2 separate regions of the Mus musculus genome follow, and region 1 is linked to region 2. The links are chromatin contacts, called in public Hi-C maps. All regions are on one chromosome and are shown on one strand. The core of a region is the stretch at or near the end of the contact, and the rest is flanking DNA. Distances in the headings are between cores, read along the strand shown.

Region 1 (2,700 bases), core at 75-2,574, 4.3 Mb after region 2:
ATGTACAGGAGCTGGCTGGCTGTTTTTCCATTAGGATCACTGAATAAGATAATTGGAGCCCTGTCTTTCTCTTCAGCAGGCTCAGCACAGTGGGTGCTCCACAGAGGGTGTGCAGACAAGCTGGAAGGGGAACCTGGGGCAGTGTCACAGGGTCAGCCCTTATAGGTGGCTTGTCAACTCCCAGTGGCAATCAGAGAGCCCAGACCACTCCGAGGAGCCCTCCAGGTGGCGGTCTTAGCTTGCGAAGCAACAGGCTGTGGGGACCTAGGAGGTTTCAGGTGCTTCAGCCCTGTTGCTCAGGCACCTGGGGGGCGGGGGTGGGGGTGGGGGAGGAGCCAGAGGCCAGGATCTCTACATGGCATGGCAGCTTGGCAGGCAGCCCAGTGGCTTCCAGTTCCCAGGCTCTTGGCAGAATGTGTTAATTAACTGCTCTGATGGAGGTCTCTAAGGAGGAGAGAACCAAGCAGGGGAAAGTAATAATTAGTGCTCATTAGTGGTAGTGCCTGCTGGGAGTTTGGCCTTCTGAAAACGTGGCTGGGCTTCAGAAAGTCTCCTGGGCACTGAACAGGGGGAGGGAGAGAGGAATCCACATTCTCCCTGACTAGGAGGGTTTCCCTCAGGCTTGGAGAAGGGGCTGCCCTTAGTCATTAGTGTCCCTCATAGCAATCCACCTCCATTCTTCTAGCCATCTATCCCAGAAGAGGCGTATTGAATAGGCAAGGATCCTGGAAGCCCGACCAATCACTTGCAGGCTGGAATTTAGCTGATTGGTCGTTTTATTACGCTTACTCACCGGGTGGAAGACTGGCGGCTGCAGGATGAAGCTGTCAGGAATCGGGTCCAGGTGTTCGTCAGTTGACATGGGGGAGGGGCAACTTCAACTCAGCCTCTGATCCTGATTCCAGCAACGCGATTCCCCACGGAATGGACTCACTTTTCCCAGCCTCTGCAACAGCTATCCAAGCTGTTAGTCTTACTTGTTCGCTATGGAGTTCTAATGCTTCTTGGAGCCGACCTGGGAGGGGCACTGGCCCACCTCTAGGAACCACATCAACCCCCGCTATGATGGTACAGCAGCAGCTTTGCTGGACTGGACCTGCTAGCAGAAACTCCCGCGCGTCCAGGGGCGGGTAGCTGGCACTCACTCATGGACTTGCTAACTAGCCCATCTGTGTCTGTGTCTGAAGCACTTGGCCACTTCAAAGGGAAGCCTAGGGCCGGCTCATTTCAGCGAGGGCTTTTGTTTCCTGGGGCTCACCTGGGCCTTCAGCGGATAGTAGGAAGGGAAGCTGCTGCTGCTGGTGGTACACGTGTGCAGGTTCCTTAAGAGGCCCCGCCCCCAGGTTCCTGGCTCCTCCCGCATTCATTCCCTGGTTGCTTTCCCCTCTCTTCCCCTTTCCCCCAAGTTGTTCAGTCCCTTGAGGCCATTTCAGCATTAGCTGCAAATGCCAGGGACCAGCTAGGGTCACAAGAAAGTGGAGTGACAAAGGCCAGGCAGAGGAGGGCTCCCTTGGTCTCAGACAAAGCAGCACTGGCTAGAGGGAACACAGCCTCTGCTCTTACATGCTGTGTCCTTCCACAAGTCACTTCTCCTTGAGCCTCCCTTTGTTCATCCCGGTGTCACAAGGGTGACCATGGCTGGGCTTTGTGTTTGAGCCTGGACCCATATTGCTGTTTTAGGAGAGGCCTCTAGGCCTGGCTCAGATTCCAGTTAAAGTTCCTCTTTCAAAATAGCATAACTCCTCAACTTTAGCCTACGTTGGGAGGTTTCCTGATCTAACTATGGGGTCAGACTTGGCAGCAGGGAATTCCTGGTATGTCAGCTACACAGGGTGTTGGTACAGTCGTTCCAGGGATAAGAGCGCCATGTGAGGGGCCTGGCGGAGGGATTGGGCAGGTCTACCTCACCTGATCTCCCCACCTAGAAGTTTGCCAGAAAGGTGAACTGTGGCGTCTCCACCCCGGGACCTACTGGAGAAAGCTCTTTGGGAGTGAAGTCCAGGAAATGGCCTTGCAGGCAATTCTACTGAGCATTAATGAGAAACCCTGACTTGGGTTCTAACTGAAAGCACTTTGGGTGCCAAGCAAGGAGTTTGTTCAGCTGTGGCTGGGTAGGTGTGGCAGGAGAGCTGAAGGTGTTTCTGTGGGAAATCCAATCCTGGGTGTGTTCAGAAAGAGATATGTTCGCCACAGTGGGGAGGAGAAACGGCAGGTGGAGAGACCAGTTGAGCCAGGCTATAGTGCCCTGCACTGTAGTCAGATCTGGGTCCCCAAGGCTAGTGGTGCCCTTCCCCCACCCCACATCAGCCCTGCTGGGAAATGAGGGAGGAGGGTGCACTCATTTACTTGGGTTGTCATAACAAAATACAACAGATTGGGTGGGGTGTAAACAACAGAACTCTATTTTGTCTCTGTTCTAGAAGTTCAAGATCAAAGTGTTGTCTGGGACCTCTGTTGTGGGTTGGCAGCCAGCCTTGTTCTCATACAGTTGTCTCTGCTGGGAGGGTCTTGGACGATTGCAGAATACCTTAAGAATCCATTCCGCAGACCAAGAAAGGGACCTTCTTCACCTGGGAGTCAGTTGACAACATCTGGACACTTGATGGAATAATTAGAGGGTGTGAACATTAGGAGAAAAACTAGTCAGGACGAATGGACAAAGTTGGCAGCTGGCCCACCACCATTCAGCTTAGCTGGAAT
Region 2 (2,700 bases), core at 179-2,678:
TTCTAGGGAGAGAAGGAAGGGCATTTAAGGTGAGTCCAACAGTCCAGGACTTAAAAGGAGCCTTAAGTAGGGGGCAGCAAGAGGTGACACTAGAGCCATCGAGGCCGATGAGGCCCGGGGGACAGCAGAAAGTGTTTCCAGATAGCACCTCTGCAGTGCCAGCCACATGTCACACTGGTCTCTGCTTCCACGCTCAGGAACAGGTGCTCAGATAAGGATGCTTAAGAAGATGGAAGGCGTTTGGGTGTGTCAGAACAATGAAGGCAAGTGAAAGACCCCGATTCTCTATGAGTCCCTTCACATAAACTAAAAATCTCAAAGTTACACCCAACAATCGCCTGTCCTTTTAAATAATAGAGGTGTAGGGGGAGATGAGATACAGCAACAGTTAACTACAGTTGGGGGCGGGATCAAGGGGAACTTTCATTTTCTCTATGGAACCCTTCCACGGCAAGGCAGAGAAAGATGGAGGCAAACAGGGCTCTTCCATGACCAGGCGTGCTTGACCTCAGAGCTGCGACTCTTCCTTCTTCAGCGCATTTATGGAGAGCTTGCTACACGCAGGGCCTGGAGCTGCAGCCTGGGAGGGCGCCCCATCTGGCGGGTAGAGTGCTTTGCCATGTCTGGCCCGACTTCTCTACACCCTGTTCACAACTCACCCTGCAACCTTCGTTCCCCGTGTGCTGCCAGCGATCCCCCTCCAGAAGCCACTCTGTCCGAGGTTCCAATCACTCCCCTATTGACACCTATTCGTTCTCAGCGTTCAAAGAGTACTTCGATTCCGTTGCTTTTGGGCGCAGAGACTTGAATCCAGGACCTTACACAGGCAAGGAATGCACGGCATTGTGAGCTACCCACACACCCTAATTGTTCCGCAGATGAGGGTTCCCCCGCCCCCTGACGATTTTATCCCAGGGAGACTATGAGTGTGTTGGCCTCTGGCGCCAACCTGCCCCCGGATGTCAAACATCTGTTCTCAAACTTGGAACCTGAGCTTACTTCTTCATTCTCTGATGTTAGACAAGCCGTTCTTCCCAACACCACCCCAAGCGTCCCACTCCCCTTTTTTAAAAAAAAAAATAATCAACCAAACAACCAAACAAACCAAAAGTCTGGAGCAAAATCAGCATAACTCCCGCAGGGTTGCAGAGAAGTTTACGGGCGGATTAGTGTAAACCGCGAGTGTAAGCCAAGTATGGTGCAAAGAGCTGTTTTGGACATGGCTTTAATGAGTTGGTCCCTTTTGTATATGAAGAAACTGAGGCTCTCAGGGTAAGGAATGTTGTCCTAGGTCTGCCGTTGGCAAGCTCGGGACTTAGCCTCAGTTTCCTTACTGACCTCCTCCCCGCAGCCCCGCCCCGTCCAGGCCCCGCCCCGTCCTGCCCGCGCTGCAGCCCAGCTGGGCTCAGCCAATCACCCGCGGCGCGCGTCGGTGAGCCTGGCCTCGCCCGCCCCGGCCCGGACTCCGCTCGCTCATTCCGCCGCCGCCGTCTGCAGACTCGGTAAGACACCGCGAGGGCAGCGCTGCGGCACCGCCCTGGGCTGGGCGCGCGGGTGTCATTCTTAAGAGTGTGGAGGGAGACCCAGACTGTGCCCGTAGGGTACGCGTGAGCCGCGCATTGGAGAAGCAGAGGGCACTCCCTCCCCCGCGCAGTGACGGATCTGGGGGATCCCGGGACGGGAGGAAAGATGCTTGGTCCCCAGACTGGGCAAAATGCCTCCACTCGGGACGCGTGGGACCTCGGCTCGTGGTGTCCCGCCCCACGGTGGATTCACTCACCGCGTGGGTTTGGGGTCTTCATTGCTCTGTGAAAGATGCTTATGATTAGGCGTGACTCCTTGGTCCCTGACCAGTAGGAGTGTCAACTCCCTTTCTGACCCCTGCTCACTCCCCACTCCGCGGGTGGCTTGGGGCCAGTGTGGACGCCGAGCGTTCTCCAGGCTCTTTCCACCCGCTACTCTGCAGGTGGATTGGTTCTCGGGGTCCGTGAGGGTCGGGCTCGGCAGTAGGAAGGATGCTCGCACAGGGGACTTGGCAGGTGGCCGGTGCCCTCTCTTCGTGCGGGTCCCTGCAGTATAGCCTTCGGGACACACCCTTGGCGCAGAGACTTAAGTGTTTTGCACCCCTCACCGCGGTTTTGCCCGGGGTTCAAGGGCAGGTGGGTGTCAGAGACTGCCCAAGGTCGCGCCGGGACCAGAGCCCGGGAGGGTGGGGGCGTCACGTGACCTGGCCTGAGCGAACTTGGCCTGGGACAGCCGGACAGCACGGTCTGGGCAACCAGGCTGTGCGGTAACAGCGGGTACCCTTCGTTTTTCTTCATCTTATTGTGAATCGGGTCTGGTTTTCGTTGATGTCACAGAACACAGATGAACGCTCAAGTTTTTAAGGAGTTAAAAAGTTCCTAGTGTGAACCAGGCTACATACAATCAAGCTCAGTACTCTCAGCTCTGGGCCGACTCTCGTTCCGTGCATTTAAATAGTTGTCCAAAAACAGATTTTAGTCGGAAACTGCTAACTTTGGAAGTTCGCAAATAAAATGAAAGTGAGTTTAGAAGCCTTTCGGAACGCGTATTTAGTTACAGCATTTTGTTGCACAGGCGTCTGGTTTCTGGTCATTCCTGATATTCAAGCGTGTTTATCACTGTCAAAACCACAAGCCAAATGACTAAAACACAGCTTTGGCCTTTTATTTGTGCCAG

The links. Hi-C and Micro-C count contacts between places; a contact is called where the count stands out from the background.
Region 1: a Hi-C map of olfactory sensory neurons shows a contact between it and region 2, with 4 times the contacts expected there. A contact is called at or near these places in 1 of 39 promoter capture datasets (cranial neural crest) and 1 of 484 Hi-C or Micro-C datasets (olfactory sensory neurons).

What each region holds. Positions count from the first base shown.
Region 1 is chr19:7,605,869-7,608,568 of GRCm38.p6, forward strand. Lgals12 (lectin, galactose binding, soluble 12) reads right to left here and starts at 1,325. Exons shown (of 10, transcript NM_001356574.2): 1 at 1,259-1,325; 2 at 794-955. The coding sequence starts at 862.
Region 2 is chr19:3,321,873-3,324,572 of GRCm38.p6, forward strand. Cpt1a (carnitine palmitoyltransferase 1a, liver) reads left to right here and starts at 1,429. Exons shown (of 19, transcript NM_013495.2): 1 at 1,429-1,502.